2 separate regions of the Sus scrofa genome follow, and region 1 is linked to region 2. A link is a contact called in public HiChIP or PLAC-seq data. All regions are on one chromosome and are shown on one strand. Each heading gives the region's core, a stretch centred on a gene start, on an enhancer-like site or on the middle of the called end of the contact. The rest is flanking DNA. Distances are from core to core; before and after follow the strand shown. Region 1 overlaps PDCD4 (programmed cell death protein 4). Region 2 overlaps RBM20 (RNA-binding protein 20).

What was found. HiChIP or PLAC-seq counts read pairs in DNA pulled down with a chosen protein or histone mark.
Region 1: a contact with region 2 is called in an H3K27ac HiChIP or PLAC-seq map of skeletal muscle. The contact joins two enhancer-like sites. A contact is called at or near these places in 6 of 47 Hi-C or Micro-C datasets (adipocytes, embryonic fibroblasts, mesenchymal stem cells and 3 more) and 1 of 2 datasets of contacts at active chromatin or transcription factors (skeletal muscle).

The regions. Positions count from the first base shown.
Region 1 is chr14:121,292,074-121,298,302 of Sscrofa11.1, reverse strand. All of the region lies in intron 1 of PDCD4 (programmed cell death protein 4), which reads right to left. Among named protein-coding and RNA genes, the nearest start is that of PDCD4, 23 kb to the right of the region's middle. Within about 2 kb of position 3,307, at least 44 of the 83 cell types and tissues checked have an H3K27ac peak or open chromatin away from gene starts, as enhancers often do. A contact at or near this core is called in skeletal muscle, where this site is marked.
Region 2 is chr14:121,164,332-121,170,402 of Sscrofa11.1, reverse strand. The region is part of intron 1 of RBM20 (RNA-binding protein 20); the gene reads right to left. Among named protein-coding and RNA genes, the nearest start is that of PDCD4, 100 kb to the left of the region's middle. Within about 2 kb of position 1,917, at least 13 of the 83 cell types and tissues checked have an H3K27ac peak or open chromatin away from gene starts, as enhancers often do. A contact at or near this core is called in skeletal muscle, where this site is marked.

The DNA of each region.
Region 1 (6,229 bases), core at 2,058-4,557, 130 kb before region 2:
AAGACCTCCAAAACAGTCCTATCCCAGAAAAGATCAAGAACTTCTGGAATATAGCATGCTATTACTTTTAGACTCATTTTCAGAGTGGATGTTCCACCAAGAAATGCCACTGACCTTTCTTTGGTATGTCAAACCAGATGCAGAATCAAATTGCCTTTAAAGTAACCACAACATGGAAGCAAATCAAAACAAAATAGTTTTTAAGAGAGCAGTGGTCCTAAAAAAGAGCTGGAATGACATTGTGGGCCACTGCGATAGTCACTCCAGTCAGGTATGGCAGCTGCCTGGCATTATATGGACCTCAGTGGGTCAGATACATACACTGAACATCCCAGTGTTTCCTAAACAAAGGACACAGTTCTAATAGCCATAAATGTATCCTTAAAAAACCTCTTGAGGGAGTTCCCGTCGTGGCGCAGTGGTTAACGAATCCGACTAGGAACCATGAGGTTGCGGGTTTGGTCCCTGCCCTTGCTCAGTGGGTTAACGATCCAGCGTTGCCGTGAGCTGTGGTGTAGGTTGCAGACGCGGCTCGGATCCCACGTTGCTATGGCTCTGGCGTAGGCCGGTGGCTACAGCTCCGATTCAACCCCTAGCCTGGGAACCTCCATATGCCGCGGGAGTGGCCCAAGAAATAGCAACAACAACAAAAGACAAAAAAAAAAAAAAAAAAACCTCTTGAACTATTTCAGAGAGGAAGCAGTATATGCTGTCTCTCAAAATATGCTCCACAGATACTCCACCACAAAAGGGGTCTAAGGATGAAGAAACTTGGAGAAAACCCCTGAACTTCTCCCCTGTTGCAGGATCGTAATAAACAATGGTGTTTTAAAGGTTCTGAGAAATCCTAGCATAAGTAAACTCCTTTAATGGTATTTAACCCAATGTTTCCTGACCTTGCTTGACCATGGCAGTGTTTTCATAATATCCATTCACATCTTATGAAATGCACACTGGAAAGCAGTGATTTAGTACAGTGGGACCTAGGCTAGAAGGTAAGAGGCCTGGATTCCAATCCTAGTTCTGCTACTAATTGGATATGTGACCTTAGGCCATTTGACTGCTCTAAAAGTATAAAACTTAAAAGATCTCCCAGATTTTTCCTGGGCCTGTGCTCTGTCCATTATGATGTCTTACATTCTGCTTATAGCCATTTTCTACAATCATACAGATTTTCATCCAGCAGGCTGTACAGTACCTGCTATCCTTATAAGCCACAGTCTCTTAAGAATCCTTTGGAGAGATAAAGTAACTATCTAAACACTAGAACAAGATGGAACCACACTGCAAAGAGGGGGTGCCTTTATCGCTTTAATGAGTGCATGTGGGAAGCTCAAAGCCATAGACCTTAGTAAACACCACAGCAGCAAACAGGAGACCATGTGCATTTCATGGGGCTTTTTTTTTTTTAGAAACTGCACATCCCCTTTGAAGCCAGCAAGGTTTTACCAACCATTATCCATGACCTTAAAAACCTATGTCACTTTTCAAAGGACCAAAGTTATTCCCACAGGTATTCTTATCCTCTGGGAGAATCCCCTATCTCAGAGAAAAGGACTGCTGACTCGAGCTCACTTTCAAAGGTGTTTGAGTCAGTAACAGCCTGATGGCAAGCTTTCCCAGGGGCGACTAGAGGCCTGGGAACACTAAGTACCACCTATGAAGGTCTCGGGCTCTTGCACAATCAATAGGGAATTAGCCCAGGGTGACACGTTAAGACTGCATATGCTTTCCGCATCTGAGGCACAGGAAACTCTATAAAAATTTTGCAAGCATAACATAGGGAAGGGCCATAAAAAGCCCAGGCCTTGGGCTGCAGGGAACAGGGCCAGAGATAAGTTGGAACTTGTTCTACAGAAGGGCTTTCCCCAGCCACCACCATGGCAATGTATGTGTCCTTATATCCAGGTGGGGCCACATGTCCAGACAGGTTGTGCTGTGCAGCAGCTTCTTGCCTGATGTAGGGAATATTCAAAAAAAAAAAAAAATCAATCTCATCACCTCTTTACGGCTTGGTGCTCCATGAAATTTAAACAGTTTAGCAAAGCATATGCACATCTTCCCAGCTGGGAGCACACTGCCTTGTCTTGGAGAGGTTGGGATCAACAAATGGAGAACTATACAGCTATATAAAAGAACAGGGACAATCTCTATGTGCTCCAGTGGAAAATTCTCCAAGATTACATTAAGTACAGAGTAGTGTTAATATATGCTGCTTTATTTTATAAGAAAGAGGGAGAAATAAGAATATTTATTGACTTATTTACATTTGCATAAAGAATACTGAAAGGATACATAAGAAATGAATATAACTGTTTACATCTATAAGGGCAGAGGGGAGATGGGCCCAGGATGGGAGCAAGATTTCTCAGCATATTCCTGTTTATGCTCCTTTAATTTTTGGACATAGTAAAAAGCTTAACAGCAGAGCTGAGTTTGAATACTGGCTCTTGTGTTTCCTAGTTTTGAGCAAGTTACCTCATCTTCTGTGACCCTTAGTTACCTCACCTGTAAAATCACCTGGATCATTACAGTACCTACTTCATTAGGGCTGCTGTTCAAAAAATTAATGTTTGTCAAGTTCTCAGCAGGATGCCTGACATATTGTAAGTACCTAACTAATAATAATACTTTGGTTGCTGTTGATATTATTTTTACTTATTGAATTCTGACTGATCCTTCAGACTTGGATAAAATACACCTCCTGTGGGAAGTTTTGCCCTGGCCAGGGCAGAGTGAAGCATGTCTTTCTCCATCACTCTTATGATCAGTCTGTCTGGTTTCATGCTGGTCTCCCAGGCTCAGCTTGATTTTCACATTGGCAGGACTGTGACAAGCGCCTGCTCCAGGCTGAAACTGCGGGCAAAATCCACACCACTGAATGCACCAAGAAAATGCAGATGAGGAAATTATCTCAAAACGGTTCTGTACGAATGATGTTCATGGCAACAGGCAAAAGTAAATTCAAGTGATCCCGGGAGAAAACATCTTCATCTTAGGTCTTGGAAGAACCAAGCAGAGTGGATAAAACACATGACCCAATTGTGTGCTCTGTGCAAGAGACTCATGTGGGCTCCTGAGGGGCCAAAACCCTGCTCCTGCCTCAGGCAGAGAGCGGGTGCTTGTTGATAAATGTTTGGTCAAAGAATAAAGGAACAAATACAATTTCAATTTTCTGAACATGAGGCTGTCACTTCCTGGTGTCTCCCAGCAGCTGCCAGCTTGTCATTGGCTGGATCTGCAGGGAGTTGCTCAGGAGAATAAAAGTGCAACCAGCAGCCTTCAGCGCTTGCAGCTGAAGCCTGGCTTTGCTGAGAACGTGCCAAGGAGGGGAACTGTGGCAATTTGCAGGGGCCTCCAGGAACGGCAGGAAGCCGGAGCCCTCCCGGGAGCCCAGGCACGCTGGATCCAGGCAGAACGTGCAGAGGAACTCTCCAGCTGTCCCAGGAACACGCTGACCCAATGCGCTGGGGCAGGGTTGATATTTCTGCCTCAGCACAGGGGCCAGGCCCAGCAGCCCCTGAGCTATTTCTGCTCTCACTGAGCCTGCTTCACTGGGGAGAGGACAGTGCAGAGGAAGTGCTGAGAAAAATAAAACCAGAGTGCAGAGGTGCTGTGCAGGAAGTTGTGGGTCTGAGAGCCAGAGCAGAGCACAGGTATTCAGGTGACACACCACAAGAAGGCTGCATGATAAGCAGACGGGGCAACAAAACCCTGACTTGATTTGCATCTGGGTGTTTCTTCTTTCAGGACTCAGGTCAACAACACCTACTGTTGTCAGGCAAATCAGGGCCTGGGGCTGGCCTCTGCCCCTAACCAAATGGCTGAGCTTAGACAAGTGGCCTCTCTGAGCCTCATTTTCCTTGTCTGAGAGCCTTTGGGAGACCTAAGCTGAAAACATATACTAAAAGATTAAGCATTAACACAATAAACATGTTACCTTCCTTTGCTATTGAGCAGTATTGAAAGGGAAACATAAGATCTCCAGGAAGAAGATGAACTCTTGCTATAGAAATAACACACACACCACACACACAACACACACACACACCACACACACACACATACCACATACATACACACCATGCACAACTATACACACCATAAACGTATACCATATCCATGCACAGTACACACAACACATATACACCACACATACCTATACAAACCATGTACACATACCACACACATACACACCACACACACACCTATATATACACCATAACATATACCATACACATGCACACTACACACACACACACACACCACACACACCTATACAAACCATGTACACATACCACACACCTACATACCACACACATACTCCTGCTAAGCTGAAAGCATTTATAAATCAACAACTCTAAATTTCACAGCTCTTCCACCGGCTGCTCCCTAATTGGAAACAGGCTGTGGTCCCCCCAACTGTTTCTGGGGCAGAGTTCCTCTAAATGTGGGTCTACTCATGGTGATTTCGTTTCCTTTTCTCTGTCAACAGTCATTTGACACCACTGCCCAGGTGTTCTCCACAGCTCTATCCTTTTATTAGTTCATAAACCCGGGAACCGAGGGGATGCTTAGAAAATTCAGAGACTCCACAATTTACTGAGTGACTCCTGTGTGCCTGAGGCTGCTTTGTGGTGTCTGATCCTCACCATGGTGCTCACAGAGCCCATGAGAAAAATTGAGGCTCAGAAAGATTTTTAAAATTGCTCAAGGCCCTTCTAGCAGTAAGGGGCAGGATTTGAACCCAAGGACCTATTAATCTGAGCTGTTTCCACTGCCTACTGTAGCCTGGCAACACAGAACCCAACTGGCGCCCTTGAGGTGTTCCTACTCCACGACCCTCAATACCACCCACACTGCTTCTCTCCTAAGTTTCTACTTGAGTTCCTCTTGGCCAAAGCTCCCTCTCCTCCCCTCTGCCCTCTTCCCTCTTGGGAGCTACAGGCTTTGCCTTCTTGGAGCAGAGCCCTGCGGGCAGAAGGCTGGAGGCCTCTACTTCCCTTGCTCCCATCAGCATGGCCAATGCAAACTTCTCACTGGAAAACACTGTGCCCTCTGGACAAAGGCTCTGTGTGATGTTCTCATACCTGTCTGACGGGTCTTCTGTGAAAAGACCCATCTGGGATAGCTGAGCTGCCAGGCCTGGGAAAGGCAGAGCTCATAAACAGCTTTCCCAATCACACAGCTCAGCCCGGACCAGAGCCAGGTGTGGCCCGCCTCAGTCCCTAAACCCTCCCTGGCCTTGGTCAGCCAAAGCCTTTTTCTGGGAAACCAGCAGGACTGCTGGATTTTCAAGGGCTGGGGCTGGGGCCCCTTTCCCAGCAGAAAATGAGTTTTGTTTTTTGTTTTGTTTTGTTTTTATGGCTGCGTCCTGCACCATATGGAAGTTCCCAGGCCAAGGATTGAATCCAAGCCACAGCTGCAAACTATGCCACAGCTGCAGCAACACTGGATCCTTAACCCAGTGAGTGGCTGCACTGAGCTGAAGCCACTGCAGTTGGACTCTTAACCCACTGTGCCATGGCAGAAACTCAAGAATTGAGTTTTAGAGTCAGGCAGATCCATATGTAGAGCCCAGCTCTGTCACCTTCTCCCTGTCTGATTTCGGGAAAGTGGCTTCTGCTGCTCTCTCAGCTCTAAATGAAACAAACAATGCACTGTCCCTGGCCCAGTGCTTGGGTCTCAGACTCCCTGTCTCTGAAAAGTAAGAGAAGGGCTGATTCACAGGACCCTGAGGTTTCTGTCTAAAATGCTGTCTCTCAGGCTGGGTTGAAGGTGACCTTCCTGCTCATGGAACAGTGGGGAATTCGATGTCTTGTCTCTCTCGAGGTGAAAGCCTGTGGAAGAGTTTTCGGTTTAATTCAACAATTTTTCCTGAGCACCGCACAACACCCTGTACATTTTAGGACTCGGGGTACAAAGATAAGCAAAGGTCCTCCCCTTAAGGAGCTCACAGACTAGACTAGTAGGAGTGATAAGACCCATAAAAATAAGCATAATATGCCATGGAAAGTGATAAGTGTACTAGGAGGGGTACAGATAAAAGACTGTAAAGCCTGAGCACAGAAAGAGGGCAATTCTAGGCTGGAACAGAGATAAAGCTGTGGTCAGTCCATGAAGGGTCTTGAAAGATAGTTAGGACTTTATGGGCCTAGACTGTTGGAAGCTATGGAAGGCGTTGACTAGGGCAGGGGCCAGATCAGAGCCACAGAGCCTTTTGTTAGTC
Region 2 (6,071 bases), core at 668-3,167:
TGGTATAGGCTGCATTCAGTCCCTGGCCTGGGAACTCCATATGCCGCAGGGCAACCAAAAAAAGAAAGAAAAAAGAGTTGATTTTAAGAGTCCAGTTTTTTACTGCCATTTTAGGAGTTAACAGAAAGCTAGCCCCCTACATCTCCACATCTAGCCCAAGTCCAAGGCATTCTCTTTGATGCCTTCTCTGAATGATCCATGCCTCAGGAGCCCTGGTTTCCAGAATCGCCTATGGTACACAGCCTAGCACAAAAGCATCACTGCTCCATGTAACTCTTTGGCAGTTTCACACACGCTGGTGTGGGGGCTCCACAACTAGACACCGTGAGCTCTCTGAGGTCAGGACCCGCCACACAGCCTTCCCACGGGGCTTACTGGCTCCACTGGTGTGGCAGACACTGACAAGCAACTGGATACTATTCATATTTTTCAAAGTTTTGAATTGCATTTTAATAGAAAAGTTCCCACGATCTTTGGTCAGCAAAATATCACAGTCTCCTTTTGCCAATGGTTCAATTTCAGGAAGTGTCTTTTTGCCACAGACCAACTAAGCCCATGGCTACCTATTGTTTTCTTATTGGTGGTGGGGGGGTTAACACCACTTTCTCCAGTTATTCATAAGAGAAAGTTTCATTTCTCTACTTCAAACACTGTGTGAACATCAGAGGTTGCATTTTTATAGAGCAAGCCAATAAATAAAAACATATGAAATAATGGCTTAGTGTTTAAACACAGAAACTTCAAAATGAGTTTTATTACTTCACTTGAAAAGGTTTTGTTTTGTTTTGTTTTTTCTCTTTTTACTCTATTTAGGAATTGGCAAGGAAAACCTAGGTAAAAGGTCAAGGCCCACATGTTAACCTTGGGTGTATCTCTTACTTAGGATCTCAGGCTTGCCCTTCACCCGTTGGAGTTAGTTTTATCCACAAAATGGGACTAAAAGTGCCTTCCTGGAAGCCTTGGAGGAGTATTTTAAGATACTATTATTACTCTAAACCAGAAAGTGCTTAGGAAAAGGCAGAGTCCTGAATGGAGGAGGCATCTAGACCACGACCTGAGTCCAGAAGGGAAGAAGGGAGGTGACGGCACCTCCATGTCCCTGGCTCCAGCTCCTCTGCACAGCTGGTCAGCTGGTCTAGCAGGTGCTCTGAATTGGCCTGGGGCACTGCAGAAGTGGCTGGTGGATCTGAGGGGGGAGGAAAAGATGCTACTCTGGCAGAACAACAACAAAAATTATTTTTAAATTAAGGCTCAACTCTCTTTTCTCAAACAATAATGCAAATACCAGTAATACACAAGCAGGTGGAGGTTATTTATAGAGAGGATTCTTTTTTCACTTTCTATTCTGAAATAATTATAGACTCACAAGAAGTTGCAAAAATAGCACAGAGAGGTCTATGTCCCTATTACTCAGCTTCCCCCAATGGCAACATCTTATGTAACTATCTTACATTCTCAAAACCAGGACCTGACATTGGCACAGAACTCTGAGCTAGGCTACCGATCTCAATCAGATGTCATCAGTTTGTGCATACACTGTTGCTTTTAAGTTTACAAACTAAAATGGTGGAGGAGAGAGAAAGCACTGGTACAGAACAGTTTGCCAAACTGTAATGAAATCAACACAATGCAATTTTGATAGGGAGCACATGAGTATGCAAACATTACTTTATTACAATATTTCTTCCTGTTGGGTCCATTGTAATCAAATGATATTTGCAGTAATTCATGTGTTTACATTTGTAGAATCTCCCATCCAGGGGGTGAAAGGCTTCATGGACCTTTGTTCCCATAGCAGTTCTATAAGAATAACAAAGAGCTGGTGGTGTTTTCTTTTCCAGAGGGGGAAGCCATCGCCCATGAGGGTCCTCAAACCAGGCCTCCTCTGTGATCAGCCGCCCAGCCCTGATCCACCCATGCAATATCACAGGAGTCCCTCAGCTTTAAGGGCATGTCCAGGTGGAATTTGGTGCTGACCTTGAACTACTCCAGGTTGACTTAGCAATGCTGCCATCTGGTGGTCAAAGAACTAAGAAAATCAGTGATAATTAGTTCTTTGTGGACCATCAGTTAGTTACATACTCAATTTTTACAAGGGAAGCTCTCCTTAAGGCACTGAATATTCTAATAAGGAATGTTTTGTAATGAAAATTATGACTCTGCTGTAGATTAACTATGACCACAAATTTCTTTGAAGCCTTTCCATGAAGAGGTGGAGTCTATCTCTTGAATCTGGGCTGGGCTGGTGATTTGCTTTGGAACATGATGCACAGGAAGTGATGCTGTTTAACTTTCAAGCCTCTGCTTCAAGAGGCCTCAGAGCTTCCCACTTTCCCCTGCTGGAACACTGCCACTTTTTAAACAAGCCCGGACTAGCCTTTAGAACAAGCCAAGGCTAGCCTCCTTGAGGATGGGACTCCACACAAAGAGACAGAGGATCAGCTGTCTAAGCCATTTCTTCTAAGGCCCTAGGTGCATCAGTGAGGCCATCCAAGACCAGGCAGTCCCAGCTGAACCACTACCTGGTGTGGTGATGAATGTGCCCAGGCAAGACTGGCTGAAGCCAACTCAATCATAAGAAACACTAAATTGTTGTTTTAAGCCACCAAATTCAGAGATGCCTGTAAAACAGTAGTAGATAACTAACACACACCCTCAAATTTATGTGGTATTTTTTGGCTACACCCGAGGCATGTGGAAGTTCTTAGGCCAGGGATCAAACCCACGCCACAGCAGTGACCTGAGCCGCTGCTGTTGACAATGCTGGATCCTTAACCCACTGAGCCACAAGGGAATACCTCAAATTCCTGTTTTAAAAATATGTATTCTGAACCATAACTTTAAGATTTAATACTACTATTTTAAATTGAGAAAGGCATCATACATCAATATTTCCATGTGATAAGTCCTAACCATGATACAAATTTTGAATGTTGCATACTTTGCTTTTCTTATGCATTTTCAGACCCTGCCATGTGTTATCATTCATTCATTCATTCATTCATCATACATTAACTGAACGTGTCACCAGTAATAGCTACTAGGGAGGCACTAAATACTTGGCAGTGAATTAGACATGATGCCTACCCTTAAGAAGGTCACGGCTACTGGAGAAGACTCATGGGCAAATGCATCATAACAACACTGTGGAATTATGTTAGGTTAGAACAGAGGAGTAACTCCCTTGGTGTTAGCAGTAGGGGTGGTAGGATGGATATATTAGTCAGGACCCAATTAGGAAAAGAGAAACCACTCCAAGTATTTAGAACTACGAGAAAGTAATCCAGGACATTTTTTATGATTTTTATTTTTTCCTTTATAGTTGATTTATAGTGTCAGAGAATTTGCTATACAGGTGAGAAGGCAGACAAAAGTCCATGAGACGGGAGCGGGTAGGTAGAGGCCTGGAAGATAGTCAGTCACTGCCAAAGATGTCACCAGCCACAGAGAAGGAGGGGCAGAAATTCCCTGGTATCTCCCTTCCTCCACCCTCCAATCTCCTACCAGTGCCGGGCACTGGTCAAAGCCAGCAGCAGAAGCCAAGAAAATGCTGCCTGCAGGGATCACAGCCTGTGATATGGAGCACAGCACCGGAAAAACAAGGAAAGAATAACAGCAAACAGCCTCAAGATTTGCCACGTGGGGTGCTGTGGGCTAGAAAGGCTTTGCAACTGAGCAGATGATCAGATTATTTCATGCCATCCATTCATTCTCTGCCTGCCTCTCCCTGACCCCAGTGCAGTACTGGGGTCTTAGACAACCTTTCATCCTGGTGCAACTCTAGCTCGCCATTAAAGATAGGTAAAGGCCATCACAGCAGAGGTGACATGATTCTTTTTGTACTACACAGGCCCTTGTCAAAAGAGAATCTCAACGAACATTTAAATATGAAGCATTAAACCATTTGAGATAAAGGACAGAGTGCTTGGCTGAGTCAGGGTTGCAGCCAGAGGAGGAAGTTCCCATTGTGGCTCATTGGGTTAAGAACCAGAGCAGTATCCATGAGGATGTAGGTTTGATTCCTGGCCTCACTCAGTAAGTTAAGGATCGGGCATTGCCGAGAGGTGTGGCTTAGGTCACAGATGTGGTTTGGACCTGGTGTTGCCGTGGCTGTGGTATAGGCCAGCAGTTGCACCCTAAAAAGAAAAAGAAAAAGAGGAGCTCCTGTCATGGTGCAGTGGAAACAAATCCAACTAGGAACCATGAGGTTTTGGGTTCGATCCCTGGCCTCGCTCAGTGGGTTTAGGATCCGAGAGCTGTGGTGTAGGTTGCAGACGCAGCTGGGATCCTGCATTGCTGTGGCTGTGGTGTAGGCCAGCAGCTATAGCTCCAATTTGACCCCTAGCCCGGAAACCTCCATATGCCATGGGTGCAGCCCTAAAAAGCCAAAAAAAAAAAAAAAGAAAAAAAAAAAAGAAAAAGAAAAAAATACCTGGAAAAGAACCTGAGCCCCTCCACAGCCCGTCAACTTTCGAGATTGGGGAGACACTGTGGCCTCATGGTGGACAGCGGCTAGCAGGGCTGTGAGTTCAAGTCCTAGCTCCACTGCTTACTATTCACGACCTGCAGCAGCAAGTTGTTCTCCCTCATAGCCTTTGTTTTCTTGTCTGTAAAATGGGGTAATAATTCCTAACTTACAGTGAGGATGAAGTTAATCCCCTGAGCACCTGTCAGATGATCTGAGTCTGTGGCTTTTAGAGTCTGGTCCCTGGACCAGGAGCATCAGTATCACCTGGGAACTTGTTAGAACTGAAACTTCTGGGGCTCCACCCATGACTTACTCAATCAGAAACTTGGGTAAGCCCAGCGGTCTCTGTTTGAATACACCCTCTAGGGATTCTGATACCTGTTAGCTGAACATAATGATCTGGCTGAACATAATGGGCCCTCTACACAGTACCTGTTACTGTTATTTAACAGCTTTAAGAGATGATTTTGGAAAAGGCAGAGCTTCATGTACCACGAACTGTGGGAGTCATGTAGGAGGAGCTGGAACGTGAGGACACCCAAGGCTCTGAACTCTAGCACCAACTGTGAGCAGTATGGGGACTCCCCCTGCCACCCCACAGACCCTGCTGTCCAGATAACCTCAGAGCCACCCCTCCCAGGCCCCAGCTATAACAGGCCTGCCCAGGGCTGCTACTGATTCTATCTGCTCAAGATGAGATGAACTTCCATAGCCCAGAGGATGCTGAGAACACCTCAAATAGGGAGGGGGGAGGAGGGACAGAGAGACTTTCCAAGGGAGGGAGAAGATACGAACGAAAGGAAGGAATATTCAGCTCTAATAAAGCAGAAGAAGATCTGAGCAGAGAAACGTCTCAGCCCAGAGATTTGGGGGTAAGAATGTTATTTTTTTTTTTTTTCCAAGGGAGGGAGAAGATACGAACGAAAGGAAGGAATATTCAGCTCTAATAAAGCAGAAGAAGATCTGAGCAGAGAAACGTCTCAGCCCAGAGATTTGGGGGTAAGAATGTTATTTTTTTTTTTTTGCTATTTCTTTGGGCCGCTCCCGCGGCATATGGAGGTTCCCAGGCTAGGGGTCTAATCGGAGCTGTAGCCGCCGGCCTACGCCAGAGCCACAGCAACGCAGGATCCGAGCCACGTCTGCAACCTACACCACAGCTCACGGCAACGCCGGATCCTTAACCCACTGAGCAAGGGCAGGGACCGAACCCGCAACCTCATGGTTCCTAGTCGGGTTCGTTAACCACTGCGCCACGACGGGAACTCCCAAGAATGTTATTAGAAGAGGAAGACAGGAAGAAGTAGCCCAAGAGGTTCGCGGTACCCAAAGAAAGGACAAAAGGGTGATGTGGCTCGGCGGAAGACGAAACAGAAACCGCATCTCAGGAGTTAAAGGAAACAACGTTGTATTCCTTGATGGCCCCTTCCTTGCAGGTCTTGTGTTAGGAGGATCTTGTTTTCCCAGGAGAGCACCATATTTGTTTCCTAACAGGTACAGCCTGATTCCATCAACTACAAGGGACGTTCATGGGTGCTCAGACAGTTCCGCTGCCACTAGATGGGGGTATTTTGCTGAACTGGGTGGGCGACATGTAGAAAAATGG